Regions from separate parts of the Mus musculus genome. Here regions 1, 2, 3 and 5 are each linked to region 4. A link is a contact called in public Hi-C, HiChIP or PLAC-seq and promoter capture Hi-C data. All regions are on one chromosome and are shown on one strand. The core of a region is the stretch at or near the end of the contact, and the rest is flanking DNA. Distances in the headings are between cores, read along the strand shown. Region 1 holds the start of Rpl13 (ribosomal protein L13). Region 2 holds the start of Gas8 (growth arrest specific 8). Region 3 holds the start of Cdk10 (cyclin-dependent kinase 10). Region 4 holds the start of Cog2 (component of oligomeric golgi complex 2). Region 5 holds the start of 4930566D17Rik (a long non-coding RNA gene).

Evidence for each region. Promoter capture Hi-C pulls out the DNA fragments that hold promoters and counts their contacts. A called contact is a pair of places that touch in the nucleus more often than the background predicts. HiChIP or PLAC-seq counts read pairs in DNA pulled down with a chosen protein or histone mark.
Region 1: a Hi-C map of uterus shows a contact between it and region 4, with 10 times the contacts expected there. The contact joins the promoter of Rpl13 here to the promoter of Cog2 in region 4. A contact is called at or near these places in 1 of 39 promoter capture datasets (liver) and 1 of 484 Hi-C or Micro-C datasets (uterus).
Region 2: an H3K4me3 HiChIP or PLAC-seq map of bone marrow-derived macrophages shows a contact between it and region 4, with 10 times the contacts expected there. The contact joins the promoter of Gas8 here to the promoter of Cog2 in region 4. A contact is called at or near these places in 2 of 39 promoter capture datasets (both in liver) and 1 of 115 datasets of contacts at active chromatin or transcription factors (bone marrow-derived macrophages).
Region 3: a contact with region 4 is called in a promoter capture Hi-C map of liver, with 2.6 times the contacts expected there. The contact joins the promoter of Cdk10 here to the promoter of Cog2 in region 4. A contact is called at or near these places in 2 of 39 promoter capture datasets (liver and pre-B cells).
Region 5: a promoter capture Hi-C map of stem cell-derived epiblast-like cells shows a contact between it and region 4, with 5 times the contacts expected there. The contact joins the promoter of 4930566D17Rik here to the promoter of Cog2 in region 4. A contact is called at or near these places in 1 of 39 promoter capture datasets (stem cell-derived epiblast-like cells) and 1 of 115 datasets of contacts at active chromatin or transcription factors (microglia).

The regions. Positions count from the first base shown.
Region 1 is chr8:123,100,978-123,103,677 of GRCm38.p6, forward strand. It overlaps Rpl13 (ribosomal protein L13), which reads left to right and starts at 1,373. Exons shown (of 6, transcript NM_016738.5): 1 at 1,373-1,468; 2 at 1,676-1,785; 3 at 1,868-2,009; 4 at 2,206-2,379. The coding sequence starts at 1,682. It overlaps Snord68 (small nucleolar RNA, C/D box 68), which reads left to right and starts at 2,081; the gene lies at 2,081-2,128.
Region 2 is chr8:123,517,359-123,520,173 of GRCm38.p6, forward strand. Gas8 (growth arrest specific 8) reads left to right here and starts at 1,477. Exons shown (of 11, transcript NM_018855.2): 1 at 1,477-1,594. The coding sequence starts at 1,592. It also overlaps a transcript of Dbndd1 not described here.
Region 3 is chr8:123,223,523-123,226,222 of GRCm38.p6, forward strand. Cdk10 (cyclin-dependent kinase 10) reads left to right here and starts at 1,319. Exons shown (of 13, transcript NM_194446.2): 1 at 1,319-1,446. The coding sequence starts at 1,360.
Region 4 is chr8:124,519,381-124,522,080 of GRCm38.p6, forward strand. It overlaps Cog2 (component of oligomeric golgi complex 2), which reads left to right and starts at 1,387. Exons shown (of 18, transcript NM_029746.3): 1 at 1,387-1,571. The coding sequence starts at 1,500.
Region 5 is chr8:125,520,923-125,523,622 of GRCm38.p6, forward strand. 4930566D17Rik (a long non-coding RNA gene) reads left to right here and starts at 1,410. Exons shown (of 3, transcript XR_003947612.1): 1 at 1,410-2,390. The region is part of intron 1 of Sipa1l2 (signal-induced proliferation-associated 1 like 2); the gene reads right to left.

The sequences.
Region 1 (2,700 bases), core at 123-2,622, 1.4 Mb before region 4:
GGAAGATGGTTCAACATCAATTTCTGGCCTTTTCACCCACACTCAAAAAAAATGGCTCCCCCCTACTGAGGATTGAATTTAGCCTCTCATCCAATAGGCAAGAATTACATCCTCAGCCTGCTTCATTATGACATTATTTTCGCGCGCGCACGCGTGTGTGGTATGTGTGTGTGTGTGTTTGTGTGTGTGTGTGTGAGAGAGAGACAGAGAAAATATATATATATCATGGATGAGCTCAGCATGTAGAGCTTGGTTCTCTTCTACCATGTGGGTCCCAGGAATAAAATGGCAGCAAGTACCTTCAACCCTCTAAGCTGTCTTGCCAGCCCTTCCTTTTTAATTTTGAAAAGAGGGTTGGGCTGGAGAGATGGTTCAGCGGTTAAGAGCACGGACTGCTCTTCCAAAGGTCCTGAGTTCAACTCCCAGCAACTACATGGTGGCTCACAACCATCGGTAATGGAGTCTGATGCCCTCTTCTGGTGTGTCTGAAGACAGCTACAGTGTACTTACATAAATAAAATAAATCTTAAAAAAAAAGGAGAAGAAAAAAAAGAAAAGAGGGTTTAAGTTGCTCAAAAAGCATTGAAATTGCTATTGTCCTGTCTCATTTTCTAGATGAATTATGATTATGGTCCTGTGATATCTGGCCCGGGTATAATGTGGATTTTTAAATTTATAGCCCTCTTAATTACTGAGCCATTTCTACAGCTTCTGTAGTGGAATTTTGATCAGGAAGAAACCTGGTAATTGGGAATGAGGAGTGAAAAAAGGTTATAGGCATACAGGTGTAGGACCAGTGTATGCCTTGGCTGTTTTGTTGTCGCTGCTACTGTGGGTAGGAATTCAGTATTGTATTTCGTCACACCTGATTTCCCCCCGAGGAGTTAAGTCAGGGCTAAAGGAGTTATCTAAGTAAATGGGGGAGTTTGGGGCTGGAGAAATGACTCAGTAGTTACGATCACTGGCTGCTTGCTGTTTCAGAAGTTCAATTCTCAGCACCCAGGAACTCCGGTAGTAGGGGATCCGACGCACAGCCATGAAACCAGGGAGACACTCATACAAATAAAGTAAAAATAAATAAAAATCTTAAAGTGGGGGGGGAAGTCTGGAATGGGGGTGCGTGCTTCAGTTCTGGGGAAACATAAATTCCAGGCAAATCTATAATAAATTTTCCTGGGTGGACGGGGAAAAAACACTGGATCTAGGAGGGAGAAAGAGTTTTAGGGGTTTAATTCATAGGTGCGCCCCTGAGCACGCCGGAGATACCCACACTGCGAAGTTAGGAACCAGCGAGAATAACCAACCCGACGGCTAGAAAGGCGATGGTCCGCCGGCGGGCGGGTTCGCGTGACGTCACTTCCCTTTCGCCTGATTTTGATTGGCGTTTGAGATTGGCCGGACTCCCTACAAGCCCAGGGTGCTTTGCGGTGCCCGGTCCTTTCCGCTCGGCCGTTCTCCTGTATAGGAGGTGAGTCTCTGCCGCCGCCGGTCCCATCGTGGTCCATCGGGCTCCATCGCCCTCCATCCGCTGTCATCGGCGAAGAGAGGCCGCACGGACAGCCATGGAGGAGCCCGGGCGCCGACAGCACGGAGCCAGGGCAGGGGCGGGAGGACCCGGGACGGGGTTGGGGACCCTGGCCTTGACTCGCCGCCCTCCTCTCCCTCGCGGCCTTAGGCAGCCATGGCGCCCAGCCGGAATGGCATGATACTGAAGCCCCACTTCCACAAGGATTGGCAGCAGCGAGTGGACACTTGGTTCAACCAGCCGGCGCGCAAGATCCGCAGGTATAGATCGCGCGTGGCTCGCGTGGGCTCCAGGGCGGGGACGCGCGTGGGGCAGGAGGTGACGGCTGTGCTTTTCCTGCAGGCGCAAGGCCCGGCAGGCGAAAGCGCGTCGCATCGCCCCTCGCCCCGCGTCCGGCCCCATCAGGCCCATCGTGAGGTGCCCTACAGTGAGATACCACACCAAGGTCCGGGCTGGCAGGGGCTTCAGCCTGGAGGAGCTCAGGGTGAGTGCGGCAGGGCGAGGTCCCTTGGCAGGTCCCTCGGGCTCGGTGGAATGATGACATTCTCCGGAATCGCTGTACTGACTTGATGAAAGTACTTTTGAACCCTTTTCCATCTGATGACACCGAGTTTTCTCGGCAGGGCCGGCTTGGGGTGGGGTGACTGCGAGGTGGGTGACCAGTTTCTGTTTCTGAACAGGTGGCTGGCATCCACAAGAAAGTGGCTCGCACCATCGGCATCTCTGTGGACCCGAGGAGGCGAAACAAGTCCACGGAGTCACTGCAGGCCAACGTGCAGCGCCTGAAGGAGTACCGCTCCAAGCTCATCCTGTTCCCCAGGAAGCCTTCTGCTCCGAAGAAGGGAGACAGTTCTGTAAGTCCTGCGGGGCGGCAGAGGTCCGGCTCAGTGTAGATAGAGTCTGTGTTCTTGGATCCAGCTCTGCAGAGTTGACATGAGTGCAGCAGTGGGAGGTTAGAGCGTACTGGGGGCGGCGGTGACGCGTGCAGATCAGTGGGAGCCACTATGGTGTCCCTGGGCTTTCCAGTGTCTGTTAGTGTTGGGAGCTATTGACTTGGAGCCTGGTATGCTGTTCTAGAGCGTTCACCCTACCAGGACGTTCAGGGGCATCTCGGTACAGAAAGTATCTCGGTATTCAGAAGTGTAAAGAGTTTTGTAACAAGGATCGGTGGGTTT
Region 2 (2,815 bases), core at 227-2,726, 1.0 Mb before region 4:
TGGCTACATGGACTCCGCCTCAACAAACAAGCCAAAACTGCTGGAACCATTTCTTCCAGAACCGTACCATCAGGATCTTTTAGCTGCAGTGCTGTTGGAGCCTGTGACTGCACTGGCTAGTAGAGTGTGGGAGATGTGAGACAGTGCAACTCCCAAGGCTAGGTCTTTAGGAAAGAAATCCAGCTTTCTTGGAAGGCTCCCGTAAAAAACAGGCTACCCGGAGTCCACCTGTGTATGTTCCGGCTGACAATCTGAGCTCTCGGCTGACAGCATTCGACAGCTGACCTAACTGTGCTCAGGTGCTTCTAGGTGCTGCTTTTGAGTTTCCCAGGCGAGTGGGGCTCGCCTTAAAGTTCACTGACAGCAAACAGCGTGGCGGCTATGTTGGACTTTTGTTAAGATTTACTACAAATAAGCCACTGTTAGAATGCTCACAAGGATCCGGTGTTGTTCTTCCAGCGGGCCATTCTTCAAGAATCTGGGAGAGGGGACACTGGGAGGTTGGGTTAGCAAACAGGGGAGTCTCATTGCTAGGAGCCTCAGATCCCCACCACTGAGCAATCTTTCTCTCCTGCTGCATCCACTTATGGGTGTGGAATCTTCATCCTCAGAGCAGGCAGAGGAGCATAACCTGCTGTCCCTTCTGTTTCTGTTTTACCCTGTCCTGCTAAGCCACTTTGTTGTTGTTTTGCTTTTGTTTTGTTTCTCTTTCTTTTTATGTATGTGCATACACTGCAGCTGTACAGATGGTTGTGAGCCTTTATGTGGTTGTTATGCAGGGTGCAGCCCTGCTCCAAGCAACTCCAATCAACTCGCTTATTTATTATTATAAATAAATACACTGTAGCTGACTTCAGACGCATCAGAAGAGGGCGTCAGGTCTCATTATGGGTGGTTCTACCTTCAGAAGAGCAGTCAGTGCTCTTACCCGCTGAGCCATCTCTCCAGCATTTTTTTCTTTTTTTTTTTTTTTTTTTTTTTTTTTTTTTTGAGACAGGGTTTTTGGTATGTAGCCCAGGCTAGCTTCCAACGCATGCAGTCTTCCTCTCAGCTTCCCCAGTGGTCGCAGGCATAACACCCTTAGCGTTTTTCTTTCTGGAAGCCCAGCTTTACACGTTCAGTCTCATCAGAGCAGCATGTGGAAGGAATTTTCACAAGCAGGGCAAGGTGGATGGGCCGCAGGAGCGGGCTCTTAGCTCAATATTTGCATCCAATTTGGGAACTTGGCTTGGGAGGCAGATTAATCATTCAGACTTTTCTCTTTATCCGTTCCTCCTTGTGAGCGCCCGCCATGTAGACTCTGGAGAACCCGAGGAACCACAATAGGTTTCTTCTGTAGCCCAAGTTGTAGTGGGAGAGAGACCAGCAATACACCGAGGGCAACACTAGCTCTTCTGGCGCGTTGTTAGGGACGCACTCCCGGTTGCCCAGGTCCCTTAGGGCGGGGGTGGGTGGGAGGGGAGAACTGGAGGATAGTCTCGCGAGGATTTGAGAACCAGCACGGGATCTAGTCGGAGTTGCCAGGAGACCGCGCAGCCTCCTCTGACCAGCGCCCATCCCGGATTAGTGGAAGTGCTGGACTGCTGGCACCATGGTGAGTCGGCCTGTGCTCGGAGTGTCCAGTGCACAGAGAACCTGGGAGGCTTTCGTGCAGAAATGTGGAGAGGGTCGGGTCCCCGGGACTGGGAGGGCCTGCAATTTTGGATTACTAGAATGGAGAGCTGGGCGCAGTTCTTCCGTGTGGTCCCGGTTGGGGAGGCCAGGAGGCCGGGGCCTGCATTCAGGTTCTCTGGGATGATCATCACACTGGCTAGACTGAGAGTCCAGTGTGCAAGGCGTCCAGAAATCAGAAGCTGAGTCCGTCAGATCCTTGGGACCAGTACTTAAGGGCTCAGGGGTCAATTAAGTGTCCACAGGGCGCAGAATCCGGCACAGGAGAAACCCCGAGAACTCGGAGGTGGAAAACCTAGCGTGTACCATGTGGCCGGAGGCCTCCCTACCAAGGGCAGAGTGTCATGGAGTGACCAGGGATACACACCTTGGGTATCTCAGGCTCCTGAGAAGAAGAAGGCCGAAGCCCCCTGTCTCCTTTATTTTTCTCACATAATGCCCCGCCCCACCCAGGAGATAGATGCTGTCAGTAGTGCAGTGTCTTGGCAGATGTGCTAGGGCATGGGTCATTAGCTGGTGGGGTGGCATCTTCCTGCGTCTGCCTGCCTGGAACTATGGCCGATATTAACTGCTGCTTAATCTTCCCGCCAAGCATTTATGGCCTTGTCAAGGCTGCTAGAATAAAGCAGGCCCTGTGAGCAGTGTCTGCTGGGAACATCTGCAGACAGACACAGTGTGTGCGGTGTGCTCAAGACCAGAGTTCCCTGAAGTGGGTTCATAATGGCAGACACGAGTCAGGAAGCCTCAGATTCGGTCATTGCTGTGAGGTCTCTCCAAAAGGCTTATTCTCGGTCCTTGCTGATGAGGGTCTTCTGTGTCTCTGTGGTGGCTATGAAGCGTGGTTGCCAGTATACTTGTGGGGTGGGGCGGGTGTGTGTGTGTGTGTATCCCTCCTTTTTAAAGCCCAGATAAGTTTTTCTTTTTATCTTTTAGGTTTCCACACTACCTCCTCAAATGCTGCCTTTCCCAAAACACCCCTTCTCCACCCCCCCATAAGTTTTTCTTTTTTTTTTTTTAATGTAAGATTTGTTTTATATATGTGAGTACACTGCTGCTGTCCTCCAACACACCAGAAGAGGGCATCAGACCCCATTACAGATGGTTGTGAGCCACCATGTGGTTGCTGGGAATTGAACTCAGGACC
Region 3 (2,700 bases), core at 69-2,568, 1.3 Mb before region 4:
CTCCACCACTGAGCTACAATCCCAGCTGGAGTTCTGAAACAGGGATAGGGTCTCACATCCAATCCAGTCTGGATTAGAACTCAGTATATAGCCCAGGCCAGCCTTGAACATGCAGCCTCAACCTCTTGACTGCTGCAATTACAGGTGACAGTGTGCCCAGAGGAAAGCTGAATTCCAAAGTTAAAAAGAAATGTAAGATAGCAAACAATCCATTAGAAATCTTACAGTATTATTATTTATGACTTTTTTTTCTTTTTGGTTTTTTTCGAGACAGGGTTTCTCTGTATAGCCCTAGCTGTCCTGGAACTCACTTTGTAGACCAGGCTGGCCTCCAACTCAGAAATCTGCCTGCCTCTGCCTCTCAAGTGCTGAGATTAAAGGCGTGCGCCACCACGCCCGGCATGATTTATTGACACACTACTGAAAGCCTTTTAAGATAGGCTATGCACCCCATTCTAGCTTTGAACTCAGAATCTTCTGGCCTCAGTCTCCAGAGTGCTATGATTACAGGCATATGGCACTGTGTCCAAACACCAACTAATCTGCTTGCATTAACCTAAGTATAGTGCCCACATGGACCTGCACTCTGGCCATTTAGAAGCAGGAACATTCATCTTCCTAATCTATATAAACCCTCCACAGATGATCAGAGCCAATTGGTGTTCTGAGTTCATTACTCAGTACAAGAGCTAAGTGCAAGTCTTGCAGCACTAGCTCACCGATTAAGGGTGCAGAGCTCCAGACAGAAGGGACCAGGTTCAAATCCCAGCAGCCGGGCACTCTTATTGCCTGGCAAAACAAACAAACAAACAAAAAAAGCTGAGTGAGTGCAACCTCCAAGAACCACTTGGACTAGAGTTGCTCTCCAGTGGTCAGTACATTAATTATCTTCATTTTCTCGTGTACGCTGCCCGGGCTGTACAAGGTTTCCTTCCGTCTTGTCCTGGGCTAGTGATGGGGACGAGGTTGGCCTCGGGAATGACTGGGTTCCCACACATCCAGCTTTCGGAGAATGTACCCAACCACTATCAGAAAGCATAGCTCTCAGCAGTGGTGGTCTGGAAGGGCAGAAAGCACGGCTGATCGCTGGAATTGGTCTCACTTAAATGGCAAACAGGGAAGAGACGCATTTTCCTCCAGTTGATCAAAACCAATCTGAGTCTTCTGCAGGCTGGCCTACAGATGGTACTTTGAGCAGCTTTGTAGAAGTGTGTCTGCATCTAACGCTAAAAGACAACAGAGCCTCTGCGCTCCGAGCGGATTCCGTCCCCAAGTCCAGAACAAACCGGAAGTACGTCATGCGCCTGCGCCGAGGGGCGTTACGCCTGCGCGCTGGAAGAGGGCGGCAGCGGCTTGGGCATGGCAGAGGTGGACCTGGAGTCGGATCAGATCCGATTGAAGTGTATCCGTAAGGAAGGTTTCTTCACCGTGCCTCCAGAACACAGGGTGCGACGGGGTGCCACTCGTGCGGCGCTGAGTGGCAGGGCCAGACTGAAGCGCACCGGGGCGTTCCGTGTCGCGTTCAAGTTTGAGGTTCCAGCGTCGGAGGGGGAACGGCAGTCCCCGAGTTTGCCGCGGCGTGGGCAGAAATCGGCAGCCCAGAGGCTGGGGCGGGGTGGGACCGAGGACGAGCGACCAAGGGCGAGAAGAGTGGGAGGTTCCCGGTGGCACCTGCAGCCGCGGGGGTCTCACCTGGCGTTACCCACAGTCTTGTCTCTTTTGTGTGATGTGAAGGTGAACCTTAAGGGGCTCCGATTTCTGCTCCAGTAGACGTTTGGTGGGAAGAGGTTTTGCCGCAGCCCACGTATTTTTAACTTCTTGTTTATGCTTTGCGAGGCCAAGGCACATTAACTAAGAGCCTCAGAGCACAAGGCACGAGACAACACTTAACAACTAGTTAACTCAGAGCACTGCACTGGAAGCCGAGGTTGCGAAAGCCGTTCTTAAAGGGGGAGAAAATGCACGTGTGCAGTGGTCCCTTAAGTCAAAAATGTCAGAGTCCTGCGTGGTGGTCCACACTGGTAATCCCAGTCAGGGAGTTGAGGCAGGATGGTCACTCCACTTTGGAGGGGAGCCTGGGCTACAGAGTGAGACCTGGACTCAGAAATAAGCCGAGATATAAAATAGTGGAGACTTTGGAGAAAAGGAGTATTCTGTAAGAAGTTTGTAGAAGAGTTGACATTTGTTTTGGACCAGGAAGTGTTGCCAAAATTTGGGCAGATCTGACAAGGAATGGTATACCACACTCAGGTGGCAGCACAAAATCCTGGTGAATGGAATTTCGAAGTGAACAGGGATCCTCGAGGAGAGGGAGGGAGGGAGGGAGCTCAGAGTGGATCGTGGGGGCCATCAGGTATCAGAGTAACAGAACCCAGGGCAGGGCAGTTAAGAGTCGGGAAGCCAGCAGGGGGCTGGTGGAATAGAATCCTAAGCTTGCTCTGGTCCTTCTGTACCCAAGGAATGCTTAGCTAATGCACTTAGAAAGGCACCTCACACATGAAAAGTTGGCACTCCCTGTTGAAGGCCGGATTCTCCTGCACAGAGGTGTTTGTGCCCATGGCTTGTGGCCATTTGGTACTAGACAGCAGACATTTGGAACACTGGGTTGGAGGGGATACTTAGGCCATCTTCAGTATGCTTCAGTATTTCAAAGTGATTCCAGTGGTATCTGTCCCCTTCACTCATCAGAAAATTCCAAAT
Region 4 (2,700 bases), core at 137-2,636:
CAGTTAGGGTACCAGGCTAACTATGGCTGCAACAAAACACCATGTCTTAGTTAGGGTTTCTATGGCTTCAACAAAACACAATGATCAAAAAGCAAGTTGAGGAGGAAAAGGTTTATCTGGCTTACACTTTCAGATCACAGTTCATCATTGGAGGAAGTCAGGACAGCAACTCAAGCAGGGCAGGAACCTAGAACAGGAGCTGATACAGAAACCATGGAGGGTGCTGCTTGTTAGCTTGCTTCCCATGGCTTGCTCAGCCTGATTTCTTAATGAACCCAGGACCACCAGCTCAGGGATGGCCCCACCCACAGTGGGCTGGGTCCTCCCTCACAGAGCACTAATTGAGAAAATGCCTTACAGCTGGATCTCATGGAGGCATTTCCTCAGCTGAGACTCTCTTCTCTCTGATGACTCTAGCTTGTGTCAATTTGACACGCAAAGCCAGCCAGTACACCACTGAATCTTTGCAGCAATTCCAGGGTTAGCACACTAGGCTGAACACAGTCAGGTTCTTTGATAAAGGATGGAGGAAAATATCAGAAGGGAACAGCAAGTTCTAGCCCCAAGCTTCTAGGAATCAGGCAGGTTTCCCAGGAGTCTTTGTTTCTCTCTTGGCGAGCACCTCGGGTCCCTCCCTTGGTACCTCCAATTTGCCACTCTGAAATTATAGCGAGAGGCTGAATGCCACATCTCTCAGACTAATAATAACAGCAGAGAACTGTTCGCTTTGTTAGGTTCGAGGATAATACTTTGAGTTGGCAAGAAGGGCTTTGTTTGATCTTTTACAGGAGGAATCGCTAAATAAGGTGTTGGTGAAGTGTTCTAACAATATCTTCCCATGACAGCTATGATGGTGGTGGTAGCCTGGGTAAAGAGGACCTGGAGACAGGCTGGGGGTTACTAGAGCATGGTCAGCGTATGGCGAGTTCACGTTGCCTAAACTTGTGAGGGTGAAAGATTTGGTAATAAGAATAAAATATTAACAAGAAAGCAAGACTTCTTTGCTACACACAAACCAACATGTTAGGGACATCGGCTGCAGTCCAGCCTATCCAGCACATGCTCAGGCGATAGGGTCTCTGAATTTTACCCCAACATTCAGTTAGAGGGATGGTGTCCTGTTTGGTCTAAACTGAAATACAAAGGGATCACTTTCCTCTGACCATCTTTAAGGGCAGTGACGTTTTCTCTCCTCACCAGGAGAAAAGAACAAGGCTGTCCTGGTTCTTGACTTTTCTCCCAGGCCAGCTGCCTCGGTGCATGCGTGAGGCTGCAGTACCACGCTCGACTCCCGGAGGCAGTAGCGCCAGGCTGGGAGCTTCCGGCTCGAGGGCGCCGCTCTTATCACCAACAGTGCGCAGCCGCCCGCGACGCTCGTCTATTGGCTGTCGCTCGCTGCTGCCATACTGGCGGAAGCGGAAGTGGAGCTGGGACGCTGGGGGTGGGCTGGGCTGCCGCGTCCCCTGCGGTCTTGGCCTTGAGGGGCGGCGGCCGGCGTGATGGAGAAACGCAGGATGAACCTGCCTACGGGGCCGGACACGCTGTGCTTCGATAAGGACGAGTTCATGAAGGTGAGGGCACCCGGCAGATCGCCGCTGAGTTGGCCGGACGCTGAGGCCCGGTGGTTCCCAGAGGCTCCGGCGGGTGTCAGGGACGTGGGATGGAAGGTGGCAGGGGTGTCCAGGCTGAAAACGCTCTGACATTAAGAAGTGGGAACCTGACAGCCTCGCCACGCTGCAACCCAGCGGCCCTGCTTACAAATCTAAACCGAAAACACTTGGCTGATAACATTTCACCGAGCAGGCACAGCCTCCGAACGGCGCAGGCTTTGAGCCTGTTAGTTGTACCTCTCCGCTGTTGTCACTTAAAACAACCCCAAACATATTTACACCCGCTTTCTTTCTCGAGACAGGGAGGGTTTTGAGTTGTAGCCCGGACGGGTCTCGATCCTCCTGTCTTAAGGGCAGAAATGGCAACTGTGAGCTAAAAGTTTGTGCCATTTAATAGTTGCGATTTGAGGGACCATTTCAAAGCTGGTTCCGAGGTTAGGAATTTCTTTCTGTCTCTTTGGCACATAAAATACTAAGCAAACGAGTCCAAGTCTTACTGTATAGAGTGTGTGTGTATGTGTGTGTGTGTTGTGTTTGCATGTGTGCACCCTGCTCCCCTTTCACAATCGAATTTTTCCCTCTGACTTAATTGGCCTATCTCTGTTCTGGTATTTGCATTTAGTTGACATGGCCAAAGAAAGCGCTGAGGTTTTGGTGTTTGGATTTTAATTTATATGTGACTTCTGTACTGTGCCCACGTAGGTTTCCATGTGTGAAAGGCTTTTTTGTGTGTATGTGTCTGCCTTCCTGAGTTTATGTGCACAGTGTGTGCAGAAGCCCTCAGAGGCCAGAAGACTGTGGGGTTCCCTAGAACTGGAGTTACAGGTGCTTGTGAGCTGCCCTGTGGGTGCTGGGAGCCAAACCCTGGTCCTCTGTTAAAGTAGTAAGCACTCTTAACTGCTGAGCCATCTCCAATAAATGAGGTTCAAATGGGATGCTTGAAATAATGATTCAGAAAGCCCCTGTTACATCCTGTGACTTATGGATACCTTGGAAAGAGGGTTAAAAAAAAAGAGCCAAAGGTACATGACAGGGACAAGAGTCTGGAGGAAGAAAGCTTGCCCGGGGATCGTGGCCTGTTTTTACTTTA
Region 5 (2,700 bases), core at 160-2,659, 1.0 Mb after region 4:
CTCTCTCTCTCTCTCTCTCTCTCTTTCTCTTTCACTCATTCATTTAGAACCTGGACCCTTATCACTGACCCATTTCTCCAGCCTTAATAAATACTCTTAAAACGCCTGAGTTCTAATTCTACCACAGGAAACAGCAACACGAATCAACCACATCCCCCAGCAGCCTTTATGATCACAGTCACTTCTCAGTGTTGTGGAGGCAACACCAAGACCAGAAGGAGAAGGGTGTTTCAGATTACCCTGTTAAATCACAACTGCATCTGGTGACAGTTCCGATACTGTTTACAAACTCACACCTACCTACGGTAAAAGGAAAGGGAAGGAAAGAAGGGAGTGGCAGAGTCCACAGGCCACCCTGCTTCCCTGGACGAGGAACCTGGTGCTCAGGGAAGCACTTCCTTCTTGGTTCTTGGCCCAGGCTGCAGTTCTGCTGGAAGAGTGCTTGCCTAGCACGGATAAAGCCCGGGTTCTGTTCTGAACCTCGGGAAGCAGTGCACCTGGAATTCAGCACTCAAGGGGTGGAGACAGGAGGTGGGGGCGGTGGAAGACTATGAATGAATATGAATTGAAGTCAGACTGCTCCTCAGATCACAAGCTTCTCCATCCACAACTTATATTTCAGAGCAGTAGCTATAAGAACTGCAAACTAAAGCTTCCTAAAATCCACACTCCTGTATGATAGCGCAAGGAGCCAAGATGCAGCAAGGAGGGAATACTGACCAGAAGGAACCCAGGAGCACGAGCAGGCTTCCAGCAAGATGAGGCAGCCCGCAGTAAGGAGGATCCCCACCGACCTGCTCAGAAGCGGCCGTGCTGACGCGGTACCTTCATGAACCACTCCACTACGACATGAAGACAAGCTTATCACTTATGCAGAAGGCTGTCACTGGCCTCTGCTTTAGAAAACCGACCTTCCTCAGTCTGCCTCCATCTTTAGGAAGCGCAAAGCAGCTGATGAGAAGTCACTGAAGCCCCTCGGAGCAGCTGGGTTTCTCCTTCAATGAGCAATCGTTCTTGTTCTGAGGCTCAGAATCAGAGGCACAGGCAGCAGGTCCCTCAGCCTTGCCATGGGATCCAGGATTTGCATCCAAAGAACTTACAGTGGCTCTAGAGCAGTGGTTCTCAACCTTCCTAATGCTGCCACCTATGATACAGTCCCTCCTATTGTGGTGACCATAAAAATTATTTTTATTGCTACTTCATAATTCATGAAAATTTGCTACTGTTATGAATTGTAATGCAAATATCTGTGTTTTTCCCGGTCTTAGGCGACCCCAGACGGGACGTGACCCACAGGTTGAAAAAACACTGCTCTAGCAGTGTCTAGCCACTCTGACAACAGCTCTCGTTCCAACTGACCCAAGTGTCCTTTGATGGGTGAATAAACAGTGTGACCCATTCACACAATGGAATGTTATTCAGCCTTAAGGAGGAAGGGAATTCTGACGTCTGATGCATTATGACTGAAGCTCCAGGGCCACTAAGTGAGATACATGAGTCACAAAGGGACAAAGGCTGAGACAGACCATTTCTCTTCCATGGGGTTCCAGGAATAGTGAAGACTCAAAGCAGAAGCAGAATAGATAGGTTCAGAGGGAGGAAGATAAGGAGGTTGCTTTAGCAGGTTCAGAATTCTAGTCTTATGGAAAACCACAGACAGACAGACAGACAGAACGGCTACATAAATATATGAATTTACTTGATAATGCCTAACGGCTTATGTTACAATATAATGACCCCCAACACCAGAATATTTGTGAAAGATTTCCTATCCAAGTGTTCCCTGGCCTGTCTGTCCACCTATCACAGCCACCAGTTCCCACAGGCAGCCCCTAGCTTCTAGCCATTGTAGTAGGACAAGAGCACACTGCGTTGTGATGTTCTCTGCCACTGAGGCTGTGCAAGAGGACACATGGAGCCGTCACCAGGGAGACCTATGCGGGAGACATGACTGCACTGCGAATAACAAGTATCTCTTGCGAACACAGTATGACCTTCCAGACCTTAAGAGAGAGGCATTTCTGAAGCATCGCTGTTTTCAGAGATCAATATTCCAATTTTCCTGTAAGGAGGGTTCTGTCCTCATGTGTCCTCGTGTGCATGTATTATGAGACCCCAACACAAACTCGAAAAGTCTGCTGCTAATAGTCAGCTTCACACGGCACTTCTGGGTTACTGTCTGTATTTTATGGTGAGGCCCCTACAAGATGAACATTATGAGAAAGCGCCTTTCCTTCCCCTGACATAGCAAGCATCCCATGAGAAGCAAAGCCCATTCTTTCAGCTGCTTTTGTTTATGGCCAGGAAAGGAAGCCACAGATTCTCTGAGTAGCATCAATGAGGACTCTGGAGCCTGGCCACACTTCCTCCTTCACAGGTGGCTTAATGAGGTAAGGGCTCTGTCTGGGCTGGGAAGTGGGGGAGGGGAGCACCTAAAACTGGGTCTTCCCCAGCAACTGTTATGTACTGGAATGCAAGGGAAGGGACAGGAAGATCCGCATTCCTAGGTCTGTGCTGGGGACACCTCACAAGATGCTCTGCACAGAAACAAGCCATGCAGACATGCCCCTCCCCACACCTTGTTCCTACCCGCAGGCTTCCTGAGGAAGTGCGGTTCTGAGGAAGTGCAGCCAGCACCAACACACAGTTATTCCTTGTAGCTCTCCCGCCAACGGTGAGAAGACAACCTGCTGGTATGCA